5 separate regions of the Mus musculus genome follow, and all the other regions are linked to region 2. Evidence: chromatin contacts called from public Hi-C, Micro-C and promoter capture Hi-C data. All regions are on one chromosome and are shown on one strand. The core of a region is the stretch at or near the end of the contact, and the rest is flanking DNA. Distances in the headings are between cores, read along the strand shown.

Region 1 (3,738 bases), core at 316-2,815, 210 kb before region 2:
TCGAGTAAGCATCTGGCCTTGAGAGCTCCTAGCTGGACAGAACTGGTTCCACAGAAAACTGCAAGGAAAAACTCCAACAACTTCCATTCCACTGAAAAGGCCTAGGCTGTCCTAGAAGCACTGCCCTCAGGATGGACTAAGAAAAACCTCTGTTCTTTGCAAGTTGGGGTAGAAAAGAAGGGAAACAATCTAGAAGGCCCGTTTCTGTCACTGGGTTTCTGGGCAACGTCCCTCTCTGATCATCAGGTGCTGTCCAAGCTGACAGTAATCAGAGCTCAGTGACAAGAACCACATCATATAGCCTCAACACAATCAAAAGCCCAGGAGGCCTGGTGCAGAAAGGGCTTTCATTAAAGTCCATCTTGTACTGCCAGGGCCACCTCCCCACCATCTTGGTCATGGCTCAGTTAGCTTTCCTGGAGCTGGCTTGGTTATGGGACCCTCTAAAATGACACATTCCCATCTCCCCCAGAAGACACTTCATGGAAAGGAAAGAACAAAGAGCATTACCGTATACACATCCATTCCAGTATGTCCAACCGGTACTTTGAGGGCCTACACAGCAGCTCCATAATTGTCTTTGGTTCTGTAATATACAGGCCGTCGAGGAAGGGGCAGTTTACACCCTAAACAAGGAAAAGGCAAGTCAGAGGAAGCCGGTTACTGTGGGGTGGCTAAGCATTTCTATCAGTTTGTGCCCCTTCCTGGCCTTGTCAAAAGTTCAAGTCCCTCATCTTCACCCTACATTTGCTCCTGTGACTTGCTGCCCCACCACTTTTAAGTGTGTTCCCTCTGGGTTTCACGGCCATAAAACTAGGAACATGCCTGAGAATGGGTTAAGAAGACTACGATTAAATCTGAGGGGCAGTGGAGGGAGACTGAAAGTGATCACTGAGTCAGTAGCAAGGGGAGATGGGAGGGAGGTTAGCAAGGGGTTCAATGGGCCTGGGATAGCTCCCTAACTTTACACGGTCATGCTCCTCACTGCTGCATGTACCTTAAACCCACCTGGAGGTCACTGTCTCTGACCCAACAAAACGGCAAGGTGTTCAGCCCATCTGTCCCCTCAAACCCAACTCCACCCACTTCCAGCTCTTTGAGATTGGGGCCCGCGTTCTCCATTTTTCATGGGCTCCAAGTCCCCAGCCTCAATCTTGCAATGGTCTGTTGGAACAGCACGAGCAGAGGTCCGAGGACTCCAAAGACCTAAGACAGATGGTCCGCAAGTCGCCCCCCCCCCCAAAGCTTTGCCAGGGCCTGCCACTGTGGACCCCTGTGGTGCGGTCAATGTCCACAGGAAGCTCCAAATGGCACTGGGACGGGGCCCCACCTGGTCCCCTATCAAGGAGCGGTTCCCCTGGCTCACAGTACCTTCAGCTTCTCGAACACCTCTACAGCTGCCTTGACCACGCAGTCATCACCCACATCTTTGTAGTAGCTGTCATCAGACCCGGCACCGGCACCCTCCTCCGCCATGTTTCGCGCTCTGAACTACAACTGGTTCACGCCCCCCAAGCTTACAGGCCGCCGCCACACTGCTAAAAGCTCACCAGTTTCTTAGGTCTCTCCGCCCACCAACCCGCGCGGCAGGAGCGAAGCCAACCATCGGGACGGGCGTCACAAAGGCCCACCCTCTTTTCCAACAAGCCTTCCCATTGGGCTGCCGCTCTGTCACTGCCTGCGCGCACCTCAGGGAGCAGGGTGCAGAGAAGAGGGTTGGGCGAGGATAGGACAGAGGCGGGCTAAAGGCGGGGCTGGAGGGGAGAGGCAGAGAGGAGGAGGCGGGCCGAGTAGGACTTAACCAAAAGCTGAGTAGCTCCTTTTAGAGGCAGAAGTGAGGGACTCAAAGAGGTCGGGCTCATCCAGGAGGAGGCGCTCCTACCTTGTTCAGGTTCTCTTTGGCAGTAGATGGATCCTGACTGATGAAGGCAAGCTTTGATAGAAAAACTAAGACCATTTCTCGGCCCAAAGTTCTGTCTTGTCTCCTTTGCACACAAAGTCAGAGGGAAAGTTCTTAAATTCAAATCTGGCTCTGCCAATCACAGGCTGTGTGACTTTTGTTTTGGTTTGTGTGGTCTGTTTTGTTTGGAGAACTTTGAACCAGGATTTGGCTTTGTAGCCCAGACTGACTTCAAACTTGTGATCCTCCTGCCTCAGCCTTCAATGCACTGTGATAACAGGTAAGCATTACCACACCCAGAAAACTTTGGGCCAGTTACCTAACCTCTCTGTGCTTCCTTGCCCTCAAATAAATGTTGGATAATGAGAGCACCTACTTCATTGGTTTACAAATGAAGATGAAAAGAAGCAATCATTTCTATGAAATTCCTAAGGTGAAGTCTGACAGGTAAATGTTCATTGTTATCATTATGCTGACCAGGCCCCACATCTCCATCCTACCTTTGGCTTTCATGGATGCTCTTGTGTCTCATTCCCACTCAGTCCGCTTAAAAATCTCTCTGTAGCCGGTTGTGGCGGCACACGCCTGTAATCCCAGCACTTGGGAGGCAGAGGCAGGCGGATTTCTGAGTTTGAGACCAGCCTGGTCTACAGAGTGAGTTCCAGGACAGCCAGGGCTACACAGAGAAACCCAAGAAACCCTGTCTCAAAAAAAAAAAAAAAAAACTCTGTATCTCAGATTCAGTGAGAGGCCCTGTTTCAAAAAGTAAGATGTCTCAGCCATTAAGAAATCTTAATGGCTGGTGCTCTTGCAGAAGACCCAGGTTTAGTTCCCAGTACCCATGTGGCAGGTCACAACCAGCTATAACTCCTGTTCCAGAAGACCCAAAGCCCTCTTCTAAACTCCTTGAACACAGCATGCATATGGTGCATAGACATAAATGCAAATAAAGACGCATGCACATAAAAATAAATATTTAAAAATAATGTAGAGAACAACTGAAAAAGATACCCAACAATGACCTTTGGCCTGTATACTCTCACATACTCTTCCCATATATATGTGTGGGAACGCGCACACACACACACACACACACACACACACATAGGGAGAGTTGTTGCTAGCAGGCAACTGAAGTCCTCTAACTGGAGAGGTCTCTCAGTGGAATCCTGGAAGGAGGGAGTAGGCAAGAGCTTGGGGGTAACAGGAAAGGGCCCTCAGACTGGCCCTGCTGAGGAGCCAGGGCCTAATTCCTTATAATATCAAGCTCTTCAGAGCCTCCCAATTTCAGCTGAAAAAAATCTGAGTAGAGGAAGGCCTAGAAACTTGGTTCAGGGGCTCCATTCTTTGCAAAGTATTTAGTATTTCTATCCTCCACAAGGTTGCTGCGACCTCGGACCTTTTCTGGAATACAAGGGGAGAAGGGGCTTTTGGTTGCTTGTTTTCCATTTTACTTTCTGTTTGGTCAAGTTTTACTTTTTCCTGCCATTTTCTGTTTTTGTTTTTTCTTCCTTTAAAAAAAGAAGAAAATTTCATTTCAATCATGACCCAGACATTCAAATTCTTGTGGGTTTTTCCTGTGGATCTTTCCTAGGACTGGGGAATTTGGCGGGAGAAACCGCTGTAGTGTGGCTGCCTCCCTCCACCCTTCCCGTAGCCTCTGCTCCAGAATCTGCTCCTGAGGAACGGAAAAGAAACCAACCCCTGTGTATTCTGGAAGAAAATCCTCCTTCTCCACCCAGTCCCAGGGAGCCAAAGCACTGAGCAGGTCTTTCCCCAACTCAGCAACTTTCTCCTCAGCTCCAGGTTGGGCCTAGAGAAGCAGAGTCCATCCACAG
Region 2 (3,729 bases), core at 633-3,132:
AGCTCACCCACATGTTTCTCAGCCTACTACGTCCTTTGTTTCCCAGTCCAGCTCCCTGGACAAGCAGGATCTTTTTTTTTTTTTTTTTTTGCTTTTTTGCTTTTTCAAGACAGGGTTTCTCTGTGTAGCCTTGGCTGTCCTGGAACTCACTCTGTAGACCAGGCTGGCCTCAAACTCAGAAATCTGCCTGCCTCTGCCTCCCGAGTGCTGGGCTTAAATGCGTGCGCCACCACTCCTGGCACTGACAAGCAGGATCTTAAATTCCCAATAGAACCCATATCCAGTTCCCACTTCTACAGCCTGATTTTCCTGCTATTGACTGGACTCTGCCCAACCTCATCCAGATAACTGTTGTAGCAGCTCCTTTTCCTTTGCAGATCTTTATACTGCAATGGAGTCCTTTGTGCTCATTCCTTGGGATCCTCTTTTTTCTTCTCTTAAATGACCCCTCTCCTTGTTCCTTGGATGGCTCCAGATCTTCCAGGATATATGTGCTATGAGTAACTATGAGTAACTCTTCTATGGCCTTTGTTTCTCCAGGAGGACTTTGGTTCCATGCTGGAACAAACATGGCTCAAGTTAGGGTTTTGTGATGAGCAAGCAAATACACACACACACACACACACACACATACACACACACACACACACACACGAGAGAGAGAGAGAGAGAGAGAGAGAGAGAGAGAGAGAGAGAGAGAGATCTTCCTGATAGCCTGGGTGGAGATGCTGCCCCTCCTTCCCTCACCTATCAGGCTCAATCTGGCTCTGGCTGGAACTGCTTTTCTTTCTAAAGCTGCCGGATGGCTGCGGGCTTAGCTTGATGGGATGAGCCATCTGGGGACTTTGGTGTCTGATCAGATCAAGGAATTTGGGATTGAAATGGGCACGCCTCACCTTTCTAGTCCACCCCAGGCTAGTGTTGGCCTTGGAAAATTCCCAAGAAGCTGCTCTGCTGATGAAGAGGCCTAGAAGTCCCTGAGCAGGCAGGTTACTGAGCTTAGAGGGAGGGTCTGTACATCTACCAGGCACCAGGGGGCAGCCTCACCCTATTCTTACCCCAGTATCTATAGATCACAAGCCCTACCCACCCCCACATCAGGCAAAAGGTGGACAAAAGGTGAGTTATCATGGAGTCCCCTTCTGTACCTTGGTGACAAATTGTAACTCTGATCTTCGACCAAGCAAGCTACCCTTTGCCCACTCTGGAGACAAACAGAAATTGATCACACACAAAGCTGATACCATGATCCTCAGCCTCCAGGCTGTATCTTTGAGGAGGCCTAAATGTCTTGAGACAGCTCAGTACTTCTGGCAAAGTTCCACAGAACTCTTGGAGGACGATTCCCCCCCCCCCCCCACACACACACACACACTCCAGGCCAGCGCAGGGACAGTCCTTCAGAAGGCAATCGCACAGGGCACTTACTTTGGTGCAGGGACCAAGAAACTTTGCACCTGGATATCCAACTCTCCCTAGGTCCTAATTGGGAAGTGAAGAGGAAACATTAGGCAGGCAGGACAACCTTGGTGAAGGATGGTCCACCGGGAAACGAGATTCCAGGCTAGAAAGAGTGGAGAGAAGGGAGAAGGACTAAGGATGTCTGGAGGTCAACTAGAGACTCCGTTTTCCTGGTGGTTCAGAAAAACCTGAGGGGACTTTGACCCGACCTGAGCCAGGTGATCCTGGAACGAATGGAGGTTCGGCCCACGAAAAGAAAGTGCTGGCCAGCGCCCCAGGTAGCAGCCATCCTGCTCCCAACTGGAGCAGCGTCTCCTCTAGAGGAGGAGGTAGGCGGAGTGACAGGGAGGGCGGGATGGAGGGGGAGGGGGGGAGCGGTCGGGTCGTGGGGGTGGGGCGACAGTGACATCACCGGGAGTTGGTTCTTAAGCAGCAGCGGGTCGCGTCGGGAAAGAGAGGGACAGTTGGAGTGCCAAGGCGAGTCTTTGAGTCCGCCGCGGCCCGGAGAGCGGCTGTAGCCGCCGCCGCCGGGAAGGAGGGGGCTAGTCGTACCCGGGACCACCGGAGCCGCCAGCGCCAGGAGAGCCGCAAGCGAACAGGACAGCCACTTGGGGCTGGGCCGGGGCCGCGGGCCTCAGGCCCCTTGCTCCGGCCGCCGCTTGCAGACAGTGGGCTTCCGATGCCACCCGCGACGCGCTAGGGTGAGCCTCCGGCAGGGCGAGCAGTCCTCGCTGCAGCCGCCACCGCCGCCCGAGCCGCGGGCAGGAGTCTCGGGAGCCGCCGCCGCCCGGCCAGGCTCCACCGCCGCCCGCGCGCTCCCGGGCCCCCGACACACATGAGATTCTTCAGGCTCACTTTCAAGTGCTTCGTGGACTGCTTCTGACTGCGCCGCCCCCGCCGTCCCGCACCCCTCCCGCCCACCCGTCGCCCCGTCCCCCGGCCCGGCCGCCCCCGAGGCCCCCGGGCGGGCCCGCGCTTTCGGGGCCCTCTCTCCAGGTGCCACCGGAGCCCCCTCGCCCGCCCGCCACCCTCGAGGCGCCGCGACCCCCGGCCCGGCCTCACGGCCCCGCTGGGGCCATGGCGAAAAAGAGCGCTGAAAACGGTATCTATAGCGTGTCTGGTGACGAGAAGAAGGGTCCTCTCATCGTGTCCGGGCCCGACGGTGCCCCAGCCAAGGGCGATGGCCCTGCGGGCCTGGGGGCGCCTGGCGGCCGCCTTGCAGTGCCACCGCGAGAGACTTGGACACGCCAGATGGACTTCATCATGTCGTGCGTGGGCTTCGCCGTGGGCCTCGGTAACGTGTGGCGCTTCCCCTACCTGTGCTACAAGAACGGCGGAGGTGAGTGCCTTGCCCCTGAGCATCCTGGCTTTTCATCAGGGACCAATTCCAACCCCAGCCTGCCACAGGCCCACCAGAGCAGTGGGGCAAAGTCCAGAGGGTAGGGAGGCCCGCCCAAAGCGGGTGGAGGCCATGGTGCCCCCTCACCAACCAAGCGTTCTGTGACCCAGCACAGCGGCCTCCACCCCCCTCACCGGTCATGTGCCTGGCAGTGTGGAAGAGAGGCAATCAAGGGTAGCTTCCAGATGAACTGAGGGGCTGCCTCTCAGACTTCCAGTCCAAACTGGGAGTGATTGGCCACTGAGGTGGGAAGGGAAGCCCTGCCCCCCAATGGAGGGGGCTCTAGGAGGTGAGGAGCCCTAGTTGCCCTCATGGGTCAGGCACACAAGTGACACATTGTGTGGACCCCCCCACGTGTACACATAGGAATACGTACACACACACAATGGGCCACTCTGTCCCTCCCCCACACTCTCCTCTACCCTCCCTCTTCTCCCTTTTCTCCTCTCCCCTCCCCTCTGGCCCAGGCTTGGAACACTGGGTGCTTGAGCCAGGCTTGGGATGTCTGCGGCCTGGCCCGCCTGGCGCCGCCACTAGACAGGCTTCATGCACATCCCATGCTCAGTTGCCTAAGCCCAGCTTAGCAACAGTAGTGGGTGCTTGTCTGTCCTGGGACTACAAAGCAGCACTGGATTTCTGGAGAACTGAAGCAGCTGGGTGATGGGTGAGAAACTGAGTCCCAGAGTGGAGGCCTCTGTCCAAGGTCACACACAGAAGGATGCTGGGAGCAGGAGCCCAGTAAACTGCAATTAACTCTGTCACTGAGTAGCAGAGAAAGCTGATCCTGTGCAGATAGGGTCCTAGAGAGCAGTAAAGAGGAATAGGTCAGAGCTGCAGCTGCTCAGCTCTCCCCTCTTCCTACCACTCCA
Region 3 (3,531 bases), core at 984-3,483, 130 kb before region 2:
TAGGTCGTTCCTTGAGGCTCTCTGCCCAGCTAGCCTACCCTACTTGGCAAGCTCTAGGTCAGGGAGAGACTGTCTCAGAAACAAAACAAACAAATAACAACTAAGAACAATAATCTAGTTCATTCTGGCTTTTACACAAATACACACACACACACACCATAAATTTATTACCTCAAATTCCTGGTGGCCAGAAACCTAAAGTCAAGGTGTGGTCTAAGTTGTGTGCTCTCTCTTAGGGTGGGAAGAGGGGATCTTTGTTTGCCTCTCCCAAGTTCTGCTGCTAGTATGCAGCTGCATCCCCCCAGTTTCTCAACTGTGATCACATGGTCTTCTCCCCTGTCTGCGCACCTCTGCATCCTGTTTTTTGTATGTGTGTTTGTTGGTTGGTTGGTTTTTTAATAATATCATTGGCTAAGGTCCCATCCTAATCCAGTATGACTGGCACTGTTTCCTTTTGTTCACTCCCTGCCCCTACCTACCCCACTACCCCTGCCCTGCCCCAGGTGTACAAACATCTTAAACAGCAATGGTGAACTCCGAGGATTTCGTCCTCGGGACCGGGATGATATGGTGAAGAAGATCATTGAGCCTATGGCTTGTGATGGCCTCCGCACCATCTGCATTGCCTACAGGGACTTCTCTGCTATCCAGGAGCCTGATTGGGACAATGAGAATGAGGTGGTTGGTGACCTTACCTGCATAGCTGTTGTGGGCATCGAGGACCCTGTGCGACCTGAGGTAGCTGCCCTCTTTCTGGAAGCTGCTGTAGTAACTATTCCCCAGGTTCAAGGTTGTCCAGTAGGTAGCAGGGTAGCTTTTTCCACACTGGATCTGCACACCGTAGGCTTGGAACACAAACACACATGGCAAGAGCCTCTTTCTCCCACCTTCCTAGATCTTACACCTCTTTCTGTCCTATTTATAGATAAAGCAGCATGGAAAACAGAGACTTGGAGTCTCTCAAGGCCATGGGCGCTTCCTTAGTGCTTTTGATCCCCTTGCCAAGCTCTCTTGTCCTTGACCTATGGGAATTCTGTGGAACCTATGGAAGTTTGCAGCTGTGATAGAGGCAAAATGGGGGGGGGGGGGAGTAGATCTCAAGGATCATGTGGCTGAAGCAAACACAAAATCAAAAGGGATGTCTGTGGTGGCCTTGACATTGGGAAGTCCCTAAAGCCTTTGACTTGAGCACTTTTTGTGTGATGGTTATATTTGTTGGTCTTTAAAGATGGGAGATCCTCAAGAAAATAGTGTGAAAGGGCCCTCTATCTTCCCAGCCCTGTCTGTTGGTATCCACCTCATGTTAGACTACTTGATCCTGCCCTTTAGCCTGAGCTTTGGCTCTGACAGGGGATGAGAAAGAAGCTGTGCATAAAGGATCACAAAGCAAAGACACTCAGTTCTAAAACAAATACTCCCTGAATGTAAAGAGTAGACATGGGTCACTCTCAGCAGAACACCCCTGTACTCAGTTGGGGATGGACTGGGCTGGCAGCAGAGTGAGCCCTGGAGCCAGCTGTGCAGTGATATTTTTGAAGATTTTCACCTCAGAAAATGTGAAACACAGATACATGTTGAGAAAGATATAACGAGGACCCAACCTCAGTGAGTACCTTGGGGAGTTCAGGGTAGAAACTCAGGACACGAAGAGCCTATTTCAGCGGTCCAAGGGAAAAGGTCAGTTCCTCTGTGGCTTAACGTGCTTGAGAGGGAGTTCCGCCATAAAGTTACTGGGGAGACCTGACATCAAGTCCTGATTCTGAGGCAAGCACAAGGGAAACCTCCATGGGTCTTAGTCAAATTTGCTGGGCTCTGGAAAGTACAGGATAGCCACCAGAGGGAGACAGAGAACTATGTCCACAGAAAGTCCAGCAGATGGACTGGAGTGGACCTGGGAACTTCTACAGGCCTCTACTCCCTGCTGTGATATGGGGGGCTTGATAAGATAGGGAATGGGTCACAATAGACAAGGAGGGAACAGGCTGCTCTACAAAGGAGGGTATCCTTTGGAGGAAGTGTTCCTACCACCTGGCTAGGGGACTAAGAGCTTAGAGACTGCATATGTGGGTAGGCCTTGGAGTAGTGGCTGCACCTGGATTCTGGGGTGAACCTTTGCCAAGCTCCTAGCTCTTAGGCTCATTATGGTCACTTGGCAGCAGCAGAGAAGAAGGCTTCCAGCCACTTTGGGAAATGAAGCTGAAGAGCTGCCTCATTCTCCTGATTGACAGGAAGTTCTCTTTACTGAAGGTCTTATGCAGCACCTTAAGACCTTAAGAGAACAGGATGTGTTCTTGAGATTTAGTATAAGGAGACACCACACACACACACACACACACACACACACACACACACACACACACACGGGGGTGGGGGTGGGGAGGGTGAACTATCACAGCTAGACTTTGCTCAAGGCCTGTCCTTCCCTATCACTTGACAGTTCTGCCTTTGATTATTGGATCACTGTCAAAGCCTTAAGTAGAGACTCCTCTGCTCTTGCTCACCACCCTCTATTTGCTTACTGGCTATCCCCAAACTGCTCTGTCCATCTGTGCCCACCCTACCTTCTCTAGTCTCCATAGGCCAGGGGAATAGGCTAGATCTAGATACCTCCTACATTCTTTCCTCCTCAGGTTCGAAGGGAACTCACTAAAGAATTCACAGACCTAGGCCTTGCCTCATTCAATTCTTCAAACTCTGAACTGGCCCTCCTCCCCACCTATGCTATTCCATCTTGCCTGTTTTGTCCCTTCTGCATCCCCAGGGCCTGAAGAGCCACACATATCATGTTTGGAAACTGCCCTTTCCATCTGTCCACTACTGGAATGATGTTAAAACCCCTAGGCTGGTCTCATGGCTTCCCACCCTGTTGGCTTGTTTTGTGCTTTGTGCTTGGAAGTTCTCTTTCTTTCTCCTTAGTTCTAGAATGCTATACTATTTGAAAAAGAAATGCATGCATTGTAACCCCAAGTAATGTTCCACATCCTCTAGTGAATAGATTGTGTAAAATCTACAGCTGAGACAAAGATTAATTCCTGAGGAAAATAGTTGAGTTCTATATCAAAAAAAAAAAACAAAAACAAAAACAAACTAGACAAGAGAGGGAAACATTCATAGCTAGGTCTATATATCTGCTCATTTCTGTGGCCAGGCACAGTGAAGGAGATGGCAGGAGACAGTTGGCTAGTGGGCTGGGGAGAGTACCTGCCCACTGTAGACCATCCTCGGAACTCCTTCACACCACACTCCACGAACCCTGAACTGGAACCATAGGGTTCACTGTACTGATAGATTTGCTGGGACTTGGGATCCTGAAGATCTGTTCCAAACACAAAATATGGGATTGTCTTGCCAGCCCCACCCATCACTCTTATATCTCCCAGGTCCCTGAAGCCATTCGAAAATGCCAGCGTGCTGGCATCACAGTCCGTATGGTGACTGGAGACAACATCAACACTGCCCGGGCTATTGCAGCTAAGTGTGGCATCATCCAGCCAGGAGAGGACTTCCTGTGCCTGGAGGGGAAGGAATTCA
Region 4 (3,824 bases), core at 597-3,096, 240 kb after region 2:
CAACCAAGCTCTGGCCCTTGTCTAGCCCCAGTGTGCTCTTGGGACCTTGGTTGTCCTTTGTAGTGGCTATTATCATACATGAAATCAGCTGTGCACTTGGTTGTTTACTGCTTTTCTCTCCTCAGACCTGTGAACCTCAGAAGGGCAAGGACTGCTTCTCTCATATACAATAAGGGAGTCACAGAGGCTGCAGCAAAATAGATGTAGTAAAAAAAAAAAATCTGGGTGTGATGGCATATGCTTGTCATTCCTAGCCCTGGAAGTTTGAGGCAGGGGATGTTGCAAGTTCCAGGCCAGCCTGAATAAAATAATGAGTTCAATACTATCCTGCTGTACATACCAAGCTCCAATCCTACTCACACAAACAAACAAACAAACAGTTGACAAAAAAGAGTGAGAAATCCTGCATATTTGCATTGCAAAGCTGGGACCCAGGCCCCCTAGCACTTCCTGTGAGCCAGGCATTCACTCTCACTTCTGCTGACCAGCAAAGCAGAATGCATTGTCCTCCAAACCACGACTATGCGACCTTTTAGAAATTAGAGTGCCAAAACAGTGCCCCTGTTCCAGCATGATTGGAAGACTTTCTTTTGAGGGAGGCTGGTGAGAAATAATAGCCACAAAGGCTGAACACCCTGAGTGAGCAAGGGCCATTTAAAAGATATTCTAGGGCCAAACTCCAATTTCTCTTGATGGGAACTAACCGGCCTGTGTTTGCTGACTGAAGACATTTCAAGGTCCTTAGGCTTCAGGACATTTTGAGGAAGTAGGATGGAATCATTGTCTCCATCTGCTGGCTCACCCTCTGCAATCACCTCAAGCTGCCTCTGGACACCAAGATGAGGAGGTCTGGGTCAAACTTTCAAAGGCAGTTATGCTCTCCACTATAACAGCAACACATCATGAAGATACACTTTGTTATAAGTTGCTTGCACCAAATAAGTACATTGGAATTTCATCTACAGGTTGGAAAACTCCAAGGATCATATTATTTCTTCTCTTATGAGCCATTGTGCTCTGTGACAGGTAAGTCACTGTGTTTGTATCCAAAGTCTTTGGAAATAGGAAGAGAGCCAAGATATCTGGAAGCAACAAGCAAGTGGGGGTGGGGGTGGGGGTGAGGGAGGTTAGACACTGCCTCCTTTCCTGTGAAAGAGTTACCTACCACACCCTGAAGAAATGAAGCTGTCAGCAAAGAACTCACAAAGCTCATTTGCATGTGATTTGCATAGAAGTGTTTGCCCAAATCCAGAGGTCTAATAGCCTAAGGCTGTAAAGCCATCCCAGTTGAATTTCTCTAACCCATATTCAGTCTCCTAGCTTGACCCAAGACCAACCACCCTAAACCTGCAAGCTAATACAGTGCCAAAGGGAGGTGAAGGTGCTAAGAATTCATAGATTCTAGTGGTGTTAAGAGTGAGGTGTCAGGCTACCAACAAAGTCAAAGTGGCCCATTATACTCCAACTAGAAAGCCACCCTCTCAGTCTGTCCTTCCCTCGGGCTACCACAGTCATTGCTGCCTGAGTGAGCAACAGGCGACCCAAGTTGGCTAAGGAGGCGAGAGGGAGGGCTTGGGCAGGCAGTTGAGGCCAAAGAGGCTTCAAGAAGCAGGGCTTGGACTCCCTTCTCCACCCTGCTCCAGGCACCCCTGAGATCAGCAGCGGACACTTGGGGTCTCCCCTGTAAACCAGGACTAAAGCACCCTCTCACCTTTGACCTGTGCGTCATACTCAGGTTGTAGCCCCCGCTCCCGCCGCAACTTCCCGTGCGCCGCCATGGCCCAAGGCCGTTCGCGACTTCGAGTCCCAATGCTCCCACGCGGAAGCGAGGCGAGACCGCCAAGTGCAGGGACTAGGGGCGCCAAGGCCAGCACCCTCCGCGGGCCCCGCCCCGCCAGCCCCGCCCCCAGCACAGTCCCCGGAGGGGCGGGGCGACTTGGACCTGGCACTGCCCGGGTGGGCCTCTGAAAGTCTAGGCACCCCTTTTCAGGCTCATCTCTCTTGAGACAAGTTGCTCCTCTACCTAGATACCTTGAGCCCAAAGAGTCAACATAAAGCAGCAATGCAAGACAACCTCAACATGTCTGGGACCACCTGCTGCTGTTCCTCATTATCTGCAGAAACCTATCTGTGGTTCCCATTGTCAGACAACACCCCTATGGCCACTAGCCCTCAATACTAATGGACAATGGCACCATAGCTGCTCCAGGCTCCTAGGTGGTCTGCCTCTGAAGCCTTCCTGGACATCAGATGCCACCCTCCTTCCAGAGTCATAGCCCATAGTGAGGCCTATGGGAGTTCAGACAGCTGAATGGGAAGTTGTAGGCTTATGCTCTCCCTGGGCCCCCTGAGGGGGAGGGAGCGGGGTTCAGCTACAGTTCCCCTTCTACTCAGCCCCAAAGGAAAGAACTAGCCTCATTTCCCCATAGGTAGTTACCACTTCCTGCTGCCGGAAGAGATTATTTTTGTCTCTTTTCCCTTCCATCTTGCACCTGTAGGGACCTATACCAGTGGGGGCTTTGAACCAGCCTAGAAACAACTCCTACTGCCTCCTTTATCCAAGGATGATGGTGATTTTATTCACCCCCATCAACTCTAAGTCATAAGGCAAGATCTACTTATTAATTTGTCATGTTTTGTTTTGTCTCATTCACAAGGCTTCACTTTGTAGCCCTGGTTGGCTTTACACAATCCAGGCTGGACTCAAACTCTGCCTCTGTCCCAAGGGCTAGGATTGCATATGTGCACAACCACAGCAGGCTCTTCTAGTCAATTAGGAAGGCAGGAGGCAGGTGACAAGCCATCTGTCTTTAGTTCATTGGAGAGAAAGCCCTGGGGTATACAGACTGTGGGCGATAGGCAAGATAACTTACAAAACATGCTTGAAGGTACTAATACAAGGGCATCCACACCTGTACTTACATGCATGGATGTCAAAGTGCATGTGAGCACTTGTAAGCCTGACATGGAGATTTGGCAGGAGGGAAGACTGTTCTGGACTTTCAACTGTGTTCAATCTTTTTTTTTTTTTTTTAAGATTTATTTATTGTTATATGTGAGTACACTGTAGCTGTCTTCGACACACCAGAAGAGGGCATCAGATCACATCACTGATGGTTATGAGCCACCACGTGGTTGCTGGGATTTGAACTCAAGACCTTTGGAAGAGCAGTCAAAGCTCTTATCACTGAGCCATCTCACCAGCTTCAATCTTGGTTTTTTTTTGTTGTTGTTGTTTCGTTTTTGGTTTTTTTTTTTTTGGTTTTTCGAGACAGGGTTTCTCTGTGTAGCCCTGGCTGTCCTAGAACTCACTCTGTAGACCAGTTTGGCCTCGAACTCAGAAATCCACCTGCCTCTGCCTCCCAAGTTCAATCTTGTTCTTGATCTCCATTTGCTCCCAATACCAAAGCCCTTCTCTAAGATGCTGTTGGTGCTCACAGAACCTTGAAGAAATGGTCTAGAAGCTAGCTAAATGTTGGCAAGCCCAAGTCCTGGACTTCCAGAAGCTGGTCTCAGAAGTAGCAATGTTGGAATCTTCCACCAAGGTAAGCAAGCCTGTATCGTTCTCATAGCACATGAATGAACATCCATCCTTATGAACTTGCTTTGTCAGGACATTTATTTCAAGAGTGCCTCATACTAAAGTAAATCAGGCACCAATGCCTTTATTAGTTAAAGCAACCCACCCTACCTGTCTTCCCTTCTTTCTGACCCTTAACTAATCCTTAGAAGTCACCCATCCAAGCAGCAGAGCCAGACCAGGATTCAGGCACACAAGAAATGGCTACTGAACTAGCCTTCAAATATTCTTAGTCCTTAATCCA
Region 5 (3,731 bases), core at 95-2,594, 150 kb after region 2:
CAAGGCCCAACAGGCCAAAGCGGATGCCAACAGGCAGAGCACGTGCTGGGCACCACCGATCGATCCCCGCGTCACCCACTCACCCAAAATGCCTGAGGCCCTGAAATCGACAGTCGTGACTTAGTCTAGAGAGTGGATGGGAAAATGGGTACTCAAACCCAGCTCCATTGACGACGTTTTAAATCTGGCCTGCCAGGCCCGGGATTCGGCCTCTGTCCCGCAGGCACTTCACTGCTTCTTTGGGTCAGGCTCCAACCCTGGGACCATGTGCCGGGAATCCAGACCGTTGCTATGCAACCTCCATCCCGCGCGGGCCACTGAGCGCCTCACTGTCCCGGGACAGAATCTTAACTTCCCACCTGGGCTGATCTGGACACATGGTTAGTGGTCGTTACGCACTCGGAGTGCCAGGTGATGTGCCTTGAACACCTACATATCTTCTTCACCCAGTTCCTTCCATCCCTGGATGGTTCCCACAGGGCGCCAGCACCCAGCAACCCATAATCTGAGGGCGAGATCAGCTCCCTACCTTTTTCTCTCGAGCCCTCTCGCCCTCCCACACCTGCCTTTCTTGACTCTACCTGGCCCTCCCCCTCGGGGTTTACAGTTTTCCTAGGTCCGGCTGCGACCCTCTCCCCAGCAGCCCAGGCGCCCTACCTGAAGCATCACTTTGTACTGCTCCTCCGGTTTCTGGACCACACACATATTACATCCCATGATGCTGGCCGGCGAGGGAAAGAGGAGAGCGGGAAGAGGAAGGTATCTTTCACTGGCCAGTGCGTGGGACCACGGGTCCCGGGCCTGGGCCCGGGGCCATACCTTACCCCGGGGGGCCGAGCCGCCTAGCGGGGGAGGGGGGCACGCCCCCAAGAGGAAGGCAGCTCCAAGCCTCTCGACTTAACTCTTTGCTGGCCGAGGCCAGACACAGGCATGCTCCTTCGCACCCAGCCAGGGGAAAAAAAGGGCGGCGGGGGATGGGCGGGCGCGCCGGGCGTTGCCTGGCTACGGCCCCCCCACCCCAGGAGGCGCGGGAGCGCGCCTGCCCGCCGGGGCCGTCAGGGGCTGTCAGGGGCCGTGGGCCACACGGCTCCCCGCCCGCGGGGCCGGCCGCTGCCGCTGCCTTTGCCGCTGTCGTCTCCAGCTCCCGCCCATGGCCATCAGCCCCGGGAGTCCAGCCTCTGGGCTTGGCGACGTGGCCCGGCCCGCCGACGGAGAGGCGGCCAGGCCCACGCCAGCTGTAGCCTCGCAGGGTCCCGCTTCTCTAGCTCACGGCGCTCTCTCAGAGCCTGGCCCACAGCCGGTCGCTTGTCTCCAGCTCCTGCCTGGAACACCGGAACGCGCGCGCGCGCGCCCGCAGCAACAGCGGGGGAGGTGTGCGGAGAAGGGGCGCACGCGCGTGGGAGAAGCAGAGGCTGGGTGCGGGCGGGAGCGGCAGGGGGCCTCAGGAGTCGGCGCAGGGAGCTGAGGGCGGGGCCTGAGTCCCTGAGACCAGATAATGCCAATGTCCGAGGGCGAGGTGTCTAGTGGACCTGTCTGCTAGGTGTGTCCCTGAGAAAAGAGGATCCTGTCTGAAGAAGAAGCTTCCCTGGACTCCTGAAGAGAGTTCAGGGCCTTGGTCTCAAGGAGAGGCTATTTCACCCCTTTCCCAGGTTCTAAATGTATCAGCCCCAATGTCTGTACTCCTTCCTCTGTCTCTCTTTAAAGACTGGTTCCCTGCTTTAACTGAGCCATTCCCTTGCTATCTCTGAAACGGATACCTTTGTTTAGAAGAAAAACGTGGGGGTGCTGTAGGTGGCAAGAGAACTACAGAGAAGCCTCATTCTTTGGGGCCTTTATGGGCACCCCCCTTGCTTGCACTGAAACCGCTGTCTGTTTCTCAGTTCCAGCCTTCCCTCCTCACACTTCTCCTTTAGCCTCTTCCCTCCCACAGGCTGCCCCTCTTCTTGATAAACCAGAGGAAAAGATGGCCTTTGGCTAGATAACAATGACCGATTGAAAGCTAGGTTCCCAGAGGCTGCCTGAGAGAGCTGCTTAGCCCTCTTACCTGCAGAAGATCCTTTGATAAAATTGTCTGGTCTTTATCTCCAGGCTCTGGCGAGTGAGGGGATTTATAACAGCATAGAAATGTTTAATTAACAGTATTGGGGGAGGCTGCTTCAATACTTTTCCTTTCCACCCCCACTTTGGTTCAAAAGACAGAAATAGGAATAACCTGAAATCCAGAAAGGAAGTATGAGTGCTTATAAACTGTCTTTCCCAGAAAGCAAAACTTGAGCCTTTCAGGAGATGACCAGTAGATCTTCCTGAGGAATACCCTTTTTGAGAGCTCAGTACAAATGTCTGTGGATGGGAGGCACTGTGTTTAGATCAGCCCCGGGGAGAGGAGATGGACCCTAGTCCTTCCACCATGGTTACTGCCACAACAGCCCCCTCTGCCCTGTAATTTGAGCTTCCTCATGCCTACAGCATAAGATCTAGATCACCTTACTTCAAGAGCAGTCTCTTAGAAATATCCTCTCCAAATCTTTTTACCTTCTAATTGTATGTATTTCACCAAGGTCCTGACCAGTCATCAAAAACATTTTCCCCCAGCCTAGCCCACAGAACTTAGCACAAGTCTTTCTTCCTTCCTTCCTTCCTTCCTTCCTTCCTTCCTTCCTTCCTTCCTTTCTTCCTTCCTTTCTTTCTTTCTTTCTTTCTTTCTTTCTTTCTTTCTTTCTTTCTTTTTTCAAGACAGGGTTTCTCTATGTAGCTATAACTGTCCTGAAACTTGCTCTGTAGATCAGTTTGGCCTCCAACTCAGAGATCCTCCTGCTCTGCCTCCCAAGTGCTGGAATTAAAGGTATGAGCTATTACTACCTACCTAGCAGGATTGGCCATTTCTTCCTCTACAAAAGGGTATGGCTTCCATGGAGGCTTTCCCTCCCAAATATCCCTCAGATCAGCAGCATGCTTTTCTTTATCCTGACATGAGCTAACTCATAAAGGAACTAGATTGCAATTGAGCCCCTGCCTGAGTTCATGTGTATGAGCTTAGGAGAAATGGCAGGACCATAGAAGCAGGTGGCATGGGGACTAAATTACCTGTTCACATATGTTGTTGAGGCCTCTTGACCCCAACTGGGCCTGGGACTTGACCTGAATGTGTGTCTATCTTGAACTTGATAGGCCTGATAATACTCAGCTATAGACTCTTGGATGTCCTAAGTACCTGGTGTATGTCAGAAGCTTTATTTTTTCTTTTTTAATATTTTTATTAGGTATTTTCCTCATTTACATTTCCAATGCTATCCCAGAAGTCCCCCATACCCTCCCCCCCACTCCCCTACCCACCCACTCCCACTTTTTGGCCCTGGCGTTCCCCTGTACTGGGGCATATAAAGTTTGCAAGTCCAATGGGCCTCTCTTTCCAGTGATGGCCGACTAGGCCATCTTTTGATACATATGCAGCTGCAGTCAAGAGCTCAGGGTTACTGGTTAGTTCATAATGTTGTTCCACCTATAGGGTTGCAGATCCCTTTAGCTCCTTGGGTACTTTCTCTAGCTCCTCCATTGGGGGCCCTGTGATCCATCCAATAGCTGACTGAGAGCATTCAATTCTATGTTTGTCAGGCCCCGATATAGCCTCACAAGAGACAGCTATATCAGGGTCCTTTCAGCAAAATCTTGCTAGTGTATGCAATGGTGTCAGCGTTTGGACCCTGATTATGGGATGTATCCCTGGATATGGC

What was found. Hi-C and Micro-C count contacts between places; a contact is called where the count stands out from the background. Capture Hi-C pulls out chosen DNA fragments and counts their contacts.
Region 1: a contact with region 2 is called in a promoter capture Hi-C map of adipose tissue. The contact joins the promoter of Haus7 here to the promoter of Slc6a8 in region 2. A contact is called at or near these places in 13 of 39 promoter capture datasets (the 3T3-L1 cell line, 3T3-L1-derived adipocytes, the C10 cell line and 8 more), 7 of 484 Hi-C or Micro-C datasets (CD8 T cells, cardiomyocytes, embryonic fibroblasts and 3 more), 2 of 115 datasets of contacts at active chromatin or transcription factors (embryonic stem cells and memory CD8 T cells) and 3 of 9 other capture datasets (adipose tissue, liver and macrophages).
Region 3: a contact with region 2 is called in a Hi-C map of bone marrow-derived macrophages, with 39 read pairs. The contact joins the enhancer-like site here to the promoter of Slc6a8 in region 2. A contact is called at or near these places in 7 of 39 promoter capture datasets (the C10 cell line, the HPC-7 cell line, cranial neural crest and 3 more), 7 of 484 Hi-C or Micro-C datasets (the AML12 cell line, the C2C12 cell line, the MPC-11 cell line and 3 more), 3 of 115 datasets of contacts at active chromatin or transcription factors (bone marrow-derived macrophages, embryonic fibroblasts and extraembryonic endoderm stem cells) and 4 of 9 other capture datasets (adipose tissue, liver, macrophages and 1 more).
Region 4: a contact with region 2 is called in a Micro-C map of embryonic stem cells, with 2.3 times the contacts expected there. The contact joins the promoter of Arhgap4 here to the promoter of Slc6a8 in region 2. A contact is called at or near these places in 15 of 39 promoter capture datasets (the 3T3-L1 cell line, 3T3-L1-derived adipocytes, the SN4741 cell line and 9 more), 1 of 15 datasets of contacts at CTCF or cohesin (embryonic stem cells), 9 of 484 Hi-C or Micro-C datasets (3T3-L1-derived adipocytes, embryonic stem cells, muscle stem cells and 1 more), 20 of 115 datasets of contacts at active chromatin or transcription factors (the 230-238 cell line, the NIH/3T3 cell line, T-cell acute lymphoblastic leukemia and 9 more) and 4 of 9 other capture datasets (adipose tissue, embryonic stem cells, liver and 1 more).
Region 5: a promoter capture Hi-C map of adipose tissue shows a contact between it and region 2. The contact joins the promoter of Pdzd4 here to the promoter of Slc6a8 in region 2. A contact is called at or near these places in 11 of 39 promoter capture datasets (the 3T3-L1 cell line, the C10 cell line, cranial neural crest and 7 more), 1 of 484 Hi-C or Micro-C datasets (embryonic stem cells), 2 of 115 datasets of contacts at active chromatin or transcription factors (both in embryonic stem cells) and 3 of 9 other capture datasets (adipose tissue, liver and pancreatic islet).

Annotation. Positions count from the first base shown.
Region 1 is chrX:73,457,464-73,461,201 of GRCm38.p6, forward strand. It overlaps Haus7 (HAUS augmin-like complex, subunit 7), which reads right to left and starts at 1,566. Exons shown (of 10, transcript NM_028633.3): 1 at 1,372-1,566; 2 at 511-626. The coding sequence starts at 1,476.
Region 2 is chrX:73,671,251-73,674,979 of GRCm38.p6, forward strand. Slc6a8 (solute carrier family 6 (neurotransmitter transporter, creatine), member 8) reads left to right here and starts at 1,883. Exons shown (of 13, transcript NM_001142809.1): 1 at 1,883-2,800. The coding sequence starts at 2,539. It overlaps Gm32261 (predicted gene, 32261), which reads right to left and starts at 3,052. Exons shown (of 3, transcript NR_166888.1): 1 at 2,779-3,052; 2 at 1,429-1,564; 3 at 1-558.
Region 3 is chrX:73,541,683-73,545,213 of GRCm38.p6, forward strand. It overlaps Atp2b3 (ATPase, Ca++ transporting, plasma membrane 3), which reads left to right. Exons shown (of 21, transcript NM_177236.4): 12 at 504-738; 13 at 3,381-3,531. Among named protein-coding and RNA genes, the nearest start is that of Gm52443, 39 kb to the right of the region's middle. Within about 2 kb of position 2,234, at least 2 of the 459 cell types and tissues checked have an H3K27ac peak or open chromatin away from gene starts, as enhancers often do. A contact at or near this core is called in bone marrow-derived macrophages, where this site is marked.
Region 4 is chrX:73,909,452-73,913,275 of GRCm38.p6, forward strand. Arhgap4 (Rho GTPase activating protein 4) reads right to left here and starts at 1,847. Exons shown (of 22, transcript NM_138630.2): 1 at 1,712-1,847. The coding sequence starts at 1,778.
Region 5 is chrX:73,823,625-73,827,355 of GRCm38.p6, forward strand. Pdzd4 (PDZ domain containing 4) reads right to left here and starts at 1,345. Exons shown (of 8, transcript NM_001029868.2): 1 at 658-1,345. The coding sequence starts at 717.